3 separate regions of the Sus scrofa genome follow, and all the other regions are linked to region 1. The links are chromatin contacts, called in public HiChIP or PLAC-seq maps. All regions are on one chromosome and are shown on one strand. The core of a region is the stretch at or near the end of the contact, and the rest is flanking DNA. Distances in the headings are between cores, read along the strand shown.

The links. HiChIP or PLAC-seq counts read pairs in DNA pulled down with a chosen protein or histone mark.
Region 2: an H3K27ac HiChIP or PLAC-seq map of alveolar macrophages shows a contact between it and region 1. The contact joins the promoter of TUBB here to the promoter of PRR3 in region 1. A contact is called at or near these places in 1 of 5 promoter capture datasets (liver), 5 of 47 Hi-C or Micro-C datasets (liver, mesenteric adipose tissue, retroperitoneal adipose tissue and 1 more) and 1 of 2 datasets of contacts at active chromatin or transcription factors (alveolar macrophages).
Region 3: a contact with region 1 is called in an H3K27ac HiChIP or PLAC-seq map of alveolar macrophages. The contact joins the promoter of IER3 here to the promoter of PRR3 in region 1. A contact is called at or near these places in 3 of 47 Hi-C or Micro-C datasets (liver, retroperitoneal adipose tissue and skeletal muscle) and 1 of 2 datasets of contacts at active chromatin or transcription factors (alveolar macrophages).

Annotation. Positions count from the first base shown.
Region 1 is chr7:23,111,246-23,114,249 of Sscrofa11.1, forward strand. PRR3 (proline-rich protein 3) reads left to right here and starts at 1,284. Exons shown (of 5, transcript XR_002345608.1): 1 at 1,284-2,423. GNL1 (G protein nucleolar 1 (putative)) reads right to left here and starts at 1,169. Exons shown (of 12, transcript NM_001128478.1): 1 at 1,097-1,169; 2 at 513-678; 3 at 2-138. The coding sequence starts at 1,169.
Region 2 is chr7:23,246,572-23,249,330 of Sscrofa11.1, forward strand. It overlaps TUBB (tubulin beta class I), which reads left to right and starts at 1,256. Exons shown (of 4, transcript NM_001044612.1): 1 at 1,256-1,512. The coding sequence starts at 1,456. It also overlaps a transcript of MDC1 not described here.
Region 3 is chr7:23,265,381-23,268,156 of Sscrofa11.1, forward strand. IER3 (radiation-inducible immediate-early gene IEX-1) reads right to left here and starts at 1,525. Exons shown (of 2, transcript XM_001927551.4): 1 at 1,210-1,525; 2 at 180-1,113. The coding sequence starts at 1,488. The coding sequence ends at 922.

The DNA.
Region 1 (3,004 bases), core at 34-2,533:
CCAGACCCAGGCTGATAGACTTCCTGGATGTCCAGCTCCAGCAGCTCAGCACTCACGGGCTGCAGCACTTGCTCCCGGGCCGCTCTCTTTCTCCTCTCCACCTCCTCTCGGCTGTCTCGCTCAAAATGCAGCCGATACCTAACAGGACAGGGACCACCACATCCATCGCCAATCCTTGGTCACAAACTACCCTCTTGGGCAGACAACTTCGCAAAGCTTCCTCTCCAGAGTTCAAGTCACTCCTCTGAATGGGCCCTCCCCCAAATCTTTTTCACACAGCAGTAGGCCTTCCTCCAAGTCTCGCCCTTCTGAAGGCCAAACTCTCCCCAGCCCCTCCAGTCCAGAAGATCGTGGCCCGCTCTGGTGACCCAGAGGCCCCGCGGAAAACCGTCGCATCCCAGCCCCACCATCTCCAGTTTCAAGCCTCCACCAGCAGCAGCCTGCTTTCCCCTAGCGCTCTGACTTCCGGGTAGGCGGGGAAGCCCAGGCCAGAGACCCCCGCCCACTCTCACCGATTTGGGTCATAGCCACGCGGGCCCAGCCCCTGGGAAGGCTGCTGGTTGAGCCTGCGGATGTGATGGGTCACAGATTCCCCGTCCGAGGTGTCAGTCTGCTCCTCCCGCCGCTCCCGGCTCCCGCTGCGGCTGTTGGAACTGGATCGCAGCCCATCTTGAAGCCCTGCGGGGAGGAGCTGGTGACGCCAGTGCTGGCCAGCTCTCAGGGGCCATAAGACCCCCCCCCCACGGTTGGCCTGGCTCCTCCTCACACCACCCTGATTCTTTTGAAGCCAGATCCTCCCACCTACTCTGCCCAGGACCCTCCCGGATGTGCGTGGGGGGAGGCACTCCTCCAGGGATCTGTGGGGATGGCGCCCCGTAGGAGCTGGAGGGATTCCCCTCCCCCAACTCTCCATCCTTCCCCACCCCTTCCAGATGTAGGGGGGCTGGGGTGAGGGAATCCCCTCTGCGGTCGCCCACGCGCGTCGGCGCGCTGCCGCCACCCCTTCCCACGCCTCCCAGAGGTGAGGTGGGCACACCCCTCCCTCCAGATGTGCGGGAGTCCGAGCCCCGCCCCCTCTTCTGGCTCCCGCACTGACCTCGCTTCCGCTCCCGCTTGTCCTGCAACTGCTTCTTCTTCTGCTTCACGCTGAAAGGCTTCTTCCTCGGCATGGCCCGGACCAGTCACCTGGCCCGCCCTCCGCCGAGCTCCAGCCGCTTCAACTGACTCCCCCCGGGGCAGCCCCGGTCGCAGGGGCCCGGGACCCTGGAGGGGGCGGGGCTGGAAGGTGACGTCAGCGGGCGGGCCTGGCCGATGCGCCCCCGCGGCCGGGGTGGAAGACGACCAGGGGAAAATACAGTCACTTTCCACTGGGAGCGAGGCAAGAGAATGATGAGAGGTGGGCTACCAGCATGTAAGAGCCAGTGGCACGGACAGGGCTCAGCAGCCGCGAGAAAGGAGGCGCGCGTGGGAGGATCGGTCTAACTTCGTCACGGACGCTACCAACTAGCGCTCGGAGGAGGGGGGACGCGTGTCATCACTACCTTGCGCGCGGGGGAGAAGCTACCACTCACCTGGTGGGGGCAGTGGAGCGGAGGGCGGGTCTTACCACCCGGGGGAGAAAGGGACGCGCAGAATCTACTTTACCAACCCTCCGGCTGGATCTTGGAGGAAAGCCGCGACCACGCGTCCCGGGAAGGAAGCCAAATGACTGGGCTACACTAGGACAGGGTCAGAGGTCTTGAGGGGCGGATGGCGGTTTGGAGAGCCCTAGGCACTGCCCTGCTGGCACCCAGATTCCTTGTGGGAACGGTGATAAGGAGCAGATTTACAGATCATAAGTGCAAGTGCGGCCGAGGAGGGAAATCCAGGTGGGACAAGGATGTTTGGAGGGAGGTCACAGGGCACGAAGTTGTGCCTGCAGCTGTTACCATAGAAACCGGGGACCGGATGTGGCGATCTTAGGGTGCGACAGCCCCTCTGTCAGGCTTTCTGCCCCGAGAGCCCGCCGACTCTATGACACACTGTGAGGAGCCGGTTGTGTTTTTTTCCCAGCCGGGGGGAAGCGAGCGACTTTTTCAAGCGTTCATAGAAATGCGATAAAGGAATGGTTTGGGATTGCTGCCACGCCTGGCTAAGGCCGAGGGAGCCTGCTGATGTGAGACGAGCCGCACAAAGGGTCCCCAGAGCCTTCCGGAAGTGAAATGGCGGGAGCCCCAGCCTTCACTGTCCACTGCCCCCCCGGAAGCGGAAACAGAATTCCAGCGTGCCCCTTCCTCACTGCTCTCCAAATCCCGCTGCAGCCATTGCCGCAACCACGATGCCGAAACGAAAGAAGCAGACTCAGCAGCAGCAGCCTCCGCATCAGCAGCCCCCACTGACAGAGCGGGAAGAGACTGGAGATGAGGAGGATGGGAGTCCCATCGGTGAGGAGTCCGAGAGGGGTGTGCACATGCCTGTCAGCTGGGCCAGGCGAGGGGCTAGCCGCCGAAAATGTGCTGGGGAGGGGGCTCTAACGGAAGGAGGAAGGGCGCACGCGCTGGGGCGGGGGCTGGGGGAGGCCTGTCCGGAATAGAGCACTATGTGAGATCTCTTACTTGAACCCTTAACTTCAAACCGGCCCCTAAACCTTTCTAAAGAAGTCAAGGGAGAAGACGAAGAGTTCGTGTGCGCAGCCGCAGCACGACAGGGGAGTGGGGGCCCTAGAGAGGTTGCAGATTGCATGACTGGGATGACAGTTTGTGACCAGACTTTCACAGGGAAGGTGGAAGAGCAGCCTTCTTTAAACTACTCGGGAATGGGATGGAGGTGGGGAGAGCTATCTGATTGGTCAACAGTTAAAGCGAGAAATTGGATTACTTCTGGAACCACTTAGGATCTTTTGGATAGCAACAGCCTAAGAGAAAGTTTGTAGATATCCTTTCCTCATTATTCCCCTTGAGTCTCCACTTTGCAAATCCTGAAAATGCTTTGCAGATAGATAGGGTGAGAGCTGGTAACTGAGAAT
Region 2 (2,759 bases), core at 6-2,505, 140 kb after region 1:
GTTCTTTTATTTAGAAGATGCCTGAGAAATTTGTGTTGAATCCAATGTGAATTAACAGTGATGATCTTGATATCACAAGTCCTTTATTACAGTGCTTACTGCACTCTATTGTTCATACACTTTTCACCAAATTGCAAGATCCTGGAAGACAAGGAGCTAATTTTTAATCATTTTTGTATCCCTAGTTCCTGATTTGGTGGACACTTAGTATCTATCAAGTGAAGAATTGAAGAATACCACTGAGAAGAATACCACTCAGACTTGAGCACATCCAGTTTTTTTCCCCATGACCCCCGCCCCCCCGCTCCTTTTATTTCAATTCTGAAGATCCTGGAAGGTTTCAAATGGTCAGCCTCCCAGTCAGTGAAATCAATGAAGTGAAAAAAACAGCGACTTCGAAGTGTCTAGGGAGGTAGGCTGGAAGACAATGAAATTCTATCAAGGATCTCACCCCACAGTTTTCGGCTTCACAAGAAGGCAAAGGGTTAAACGCTGCTCGAAGGCCCAGATCTCTCTCACCCCCCACCATGGACGGAGAGTTCTGGCATATCCGTTTCTCTAAACCAACTTATTCTTGAACACATCCTCTACACAATTACTCCTCTATCCCGCAAGGCCCTTGATACAATTTTGTTTCTCTTTCAATATCATCATTAAAAAACTCCCAAGGAAATAGCAAGAGGACAATCCCTTCCTTCTTCCTGAAGTATCTGGAGAAGGAGCGGCTTAGTGGAGTTCATGCTTTAGGTCACCGAAGGACCAGCTGTTAGATAGTAGTGCAGGGTGCCGCATTTCTCCCCAGTTTTCGCTGAGCTAAGCAGTCCAGTGTTCCCAAGAGCTACTGCAGCGTGGAGCTTTCAGGGCGTGCCCCTCCACCTCCCAATGTCTGGCACCCCAGGGTTCCCAATTCCTGTATCCCCGAAAACTACTCTCTTTTTGTTCCAAAAAAGTCAGGCATAGCGGGAAAAAACCCTTGCGCAAGGTTACTTTTCACAAAAACCAAACCAAACCAAACCCCCAAACCCAGTACCCACCCATTCGTCCTTTCATATTGCAGCGTGGACAACAATAGAGGACTACAACTCCCAGGGAGGACTGCGCTCGTCCACCTGAGCAGGGACCAATGGACGTCTGATACATGACAGGCACGAACTAATCAGGACCAGACTCTAAGAGGCTTTGTCTCCTCACGGTGGCGCGGGGCGAGTTCTCCCGCCTCCCGGCCCCCGCGCACGCGCGCCCCGCCCTGCCCGCCTTTCCTCCCGCGCCCTCCCCTCTCCTTTCTCCCTCTCAGAACCTTCCTGCCGCCGTGTTCGGACCTCGCTGCTCCAGCCTCCGGGGCCCGTCCCATCCTTCCAGCCTGCGACCGGGAGCAGAGAAAAACAAAATTACTTATCATTTTCTTGCCCCGTACACACCTTGAGGCGAGCAAAAAGATTAGAATAAATTTTAACAATGAGGGAAATCGTGCATATCCAGGCCGGTCAGTGTGGCAACCAGATCGGTGCCAAGGTAAGATTTTTTTGTTTAACCTCTTTAAACTATATTTCTTAGTGAGAAAGAAAAAAAAACCCAGGTAAATTAAAAAGAATGGTTGTGGAACATTTGCATTCTCCATCCGTAGTCAAGCCTTGCCCCCCAAAAGTTTTATATGTATAAAATACGCGTTTGTAGTTAGGGTCTGCTTTTGAAAAATGGGGAATTCTTTACTCGGCGGGTTCATTTTGGGGAAGCTGTTAAAAGCACCCTGTAGGTTTAGGAGGCGGGAAAACCGAGCTTCTGTAAAATTTTACTTAAAAGGGGATCTCCTAACGGTCCGAGGACTTGGGGAGCTCGAGGGAGATGCGGAAACGGCCGGAGACAAAGCGAGGCGAGGTTTTCCCCATGTGCATTCCCCTTGGCGGGGCTTTGTAGGGCTAAGCTGAAGGGGGAAGGGGCGAGGCTGGCGGGCAGCCGCAGATAGGTCGGATCCAGAGGTGGGGGAACGCGATGCACCAGAGTGGGCTGCAGTACTCGATATCCTTTGCAAAAGCTCAGGGGTCTCCGCGCGCCTGCAATCCCCAAGGGGTGATCGCTCAATTTTTCGTGCTGGAAGGCTAATACGTGCTGGATTAACTTTAGTTCCTTTCATTTACCCTAACGGAGACCCTTTTAGGGCGTGAACAGAAAAATGGGAAAGACGGTGTCCTTTCTTTAAAGGGTCCCTTAGAACTAAAGAGTAGGACAAAAGAAAATCCTCAAAGCAAAGGAGAAAAAAAGGGTAGAAATAAAATTCCGAGGCCAAGAGGGGGAGGGGTTTTTTCCTCTTTGCGCGCGGTTACAGTGTAGCGGGGGAGGGGCGGGGAGGAAGTGCGGCTGCAACGTTGTAGCAGAAGGGCGGGACCCGGGCGCCCCTAGCGCGCGGGGACAATACAGCCTGGCTGGCCGGCGGGGGGCGCACTAGTCCCGCCCAAGCCCCGCCCCTAGCGCTCAGGATTTGCGGTTCGCCCCCGCCCAAGCGCTGCGCCTCCCTTTGTCGGCGGCTTAACCTGCGCGTGCGCTGCCGTCACGTGCAGGGCGGGGGTGGTCGCCTTCTGCATTGGCTCCCGCCCCGGGCTCTTTGTGCCCAGTGTGAGGGGCGGGGAGAGGTTGCGCTTTCCGGAGCTGGTTGATTGCCTCCATCTACTAACCCTGGCGCCCGCGATCGCCGGGCCCTTCCAGCCACACATCTCACAATCAGTGAAAGCTGCACCCTTCCCGGGGGTGCCACTGTCTCGGGG
Region 3 (2,776 bases), core at 275-2,774, 150 kb after region 1:
ACGAACGACAGCATCCGGTCACCGGATGCTGGGTTCCGAGCCTCGAGTCTCGGGGCGGGAGCCCAGGGCCCCCGGGAGGAGAGCCCTCTGGGGATGTGGTCGTGGCTCCTCCCGCCCGGCCCTGGAGCCTGAAGTCTATGAGGAGTGGGCATCACCGCTTGCAGAGACACTCACATGACTGTTGACAGTAAATCAAGTTTATTTGTGTTCACAGAACATACTGGGCGACCCCACAGCCGCCCTCTGACAGCCCACTCACCCCCGCAGCCACCCCTTGGGGGCAACTTCAAGGAGATCGAAGGCCAAGGACAATATTTCCACGGTCCCCCGAAGCCTCACATAGTAGAGCCGAGAGTTCAGATGCTGGAGGACCTAAAGTGTCACCCGCTAAACCTAGGACCCACCACCGTCTTCGATTCCCAGCCCGGACCCGAGTTTTCTCCATCCCTCTCCCACCCTCCCTCAGTTCTGGTGCTTGCCTCCACCAATCCCACAGAACTCAATAAATACCCAGAGATCTGCACTTGCAGCAGGGAGCACATCTCGCTCCGCAGCATAAGTTAAAATAAATATTAGGTGCCCCCCTCCATCACCTAGGGGGACATACATAAATACATATAAATATTATTAGGAGCAATGAGAAATAAATTAACAACAGTCTTCCTCCCCATCCGGCCCAGCCCCAGCGTGTCGGTGCCTGTCTCTCCCAGGCTCCCAGGGCGGGCGTCTCCGCTGTAGTGTTCTGAGTGTGAGTTGCCTCAGGAGTCCCAGTTTGGGATACGCTCTTGCGCACCAGGTACACCCGGTGTTTCCTTGTGTTTTCAGATTCTTTTGGGGGTGTGGGCAGTCAGGGTTAGAAAGCGGCTGGGTGTTGCTGGAGAAAAGTGCTGAGGTCCAAAGCGTAGTCCGAGGGCTCCGAGGTCAGATTAAGGGCTCAAGAACTGGGGGCGCAGCGGTGGGCGCGGGGGATGGGGCGCTGGGGGTGTCTTCAGGGGCCAGGGGTGCCGACACACCCTCTTCAGCCATCAGGATCTGACAGAAGACGATGGTAAGCAGGAGAAAGAGTAGCTTTTTGGCAGGGTTCGGATCCTCGACTGGCAGCTGGCGCCGGACCTGAGGGGAGATGACAAAAGGGGGTTAGGTCAGGGCCCCGGCATCCAGTGGTTTACCCTGCTCTTCCCCCGGGCTGTCCGCTTCGCCGACACTCACCACTCGTGGGTAGAGGACCCGACGGCTGCGCTTTCGGAGCCCGCGGGAGGCGCTGGGGCGCGCGGCGGGGGCCACCGCGGGCTCCGGGAGAGGATCGAAGGTGAATATCTCGGGACCAGAGCCTCGCCGGGGCACCGGGCTGGTGGAGGGGGCCGGGGTCGGGGCCCGCAGGATGGTCATGGTAGGGAGAGAGCTGCGAGAGTGACACATTGTGCGCCGAGCTGAACAGAAGGACGACTGGCCCCACAGCCCCGCCGCGCCAGTTATGTACTCGAGCATGGGCGGGCCCTTACTCAACTCCACCCGCGGCTGAGAGCGGTTGGCCGGGCGGCTGGAAATTCCGACGGTTAAGCAAAGGGAGGGGGTGGAGAGTTGGCCAGGGTCAAGGAAGGCCTCAAGTGTGTGTTGTGAGTTGTGAGTGGAGGCGGGTGAAATCCCGGGCTGTGGACACATGTGGGGACATGTAGCAGCTGGAGAGGTGCCCACAGACTGTTTGAGATGGTTCAGCCACAAGCCCCATCTCTGGGGAGGCAGGAAGGCTTAAATAAGGAAGTCTGGCCATTCTGCTACAATATTGACCCAACAAAAGAACCACAGTTACACATGCACATTCACACGTCTGTGGGGATTAAGAGGCAAGTCACTACAGAAATAGCCAAAAAGCCTAAGGGAAACCAATACACTGGCACACACACACCACACTGCAGAGGCAGAAAAATTTCTCCTTTGGCTGGTCTAATAATTAAATTGACATAGGATAGATTAACAAGAGAAAACAAATTTAATTGCATGCTTACAGGAGCCCATGAAGACTTGAGATTCAAAGGCAGTCATTCAGTTGAGGTTTATAAACCATCCAGAGCTAAGGAATGAGATAGGGACCTGGGGCTTGAAGGGGAGGTAGGTAATTCACAGGAGGATGTTTGCTAATTAGATGTTTGCCCTGCCAAGCAGGTAAATCTTGCAGATGAAAGCTATCTCTCCCTGGGTCAGGCCCCCTACTTAAGTTATTTAGGCAGTTAAGGGAGAGGTAAAAAGCTTTTCCAGAGTCTGTTGATCTTGATTGCCTTCTGCTCAAAATAATCCGCATGCTCCAAAGAGGCACATTTTGGGGTGACATATTCTGCTACCCTTCAATATACACACAACACACACACGCATACACAGAACAAAGGTGCAGACACCACACAGGGGCAACCCAGCAATGTGCACAAATGTTCATACATGGCTGGAGCAGAGGACACAAAATACAAAGGCAAGAAGTTAGTAGCCACCCGGATTTAAGTTTATGTGAGGAACATTTAAACTGCGAGACATTTTGCAAATGTGGTAATGACAATAACTCGAGAACTGACACATTTTCTTTAACTGCCTTAGAAATAGCTGTTCACGGACACAGAATATAACATCTTTTGAGCATTCATGGAGCCAGGCTTCCTGTTAAATGGTACTGTTGAGTACCAAGGGGAGTTTCCTCATGTGTGCTGGGGAGCCGGGCATGCCAGATGCCAGGAGAACTACTGTTCATGTCTGTCTAATCAATCAGGCGAGGCTTCAGGGAATAATG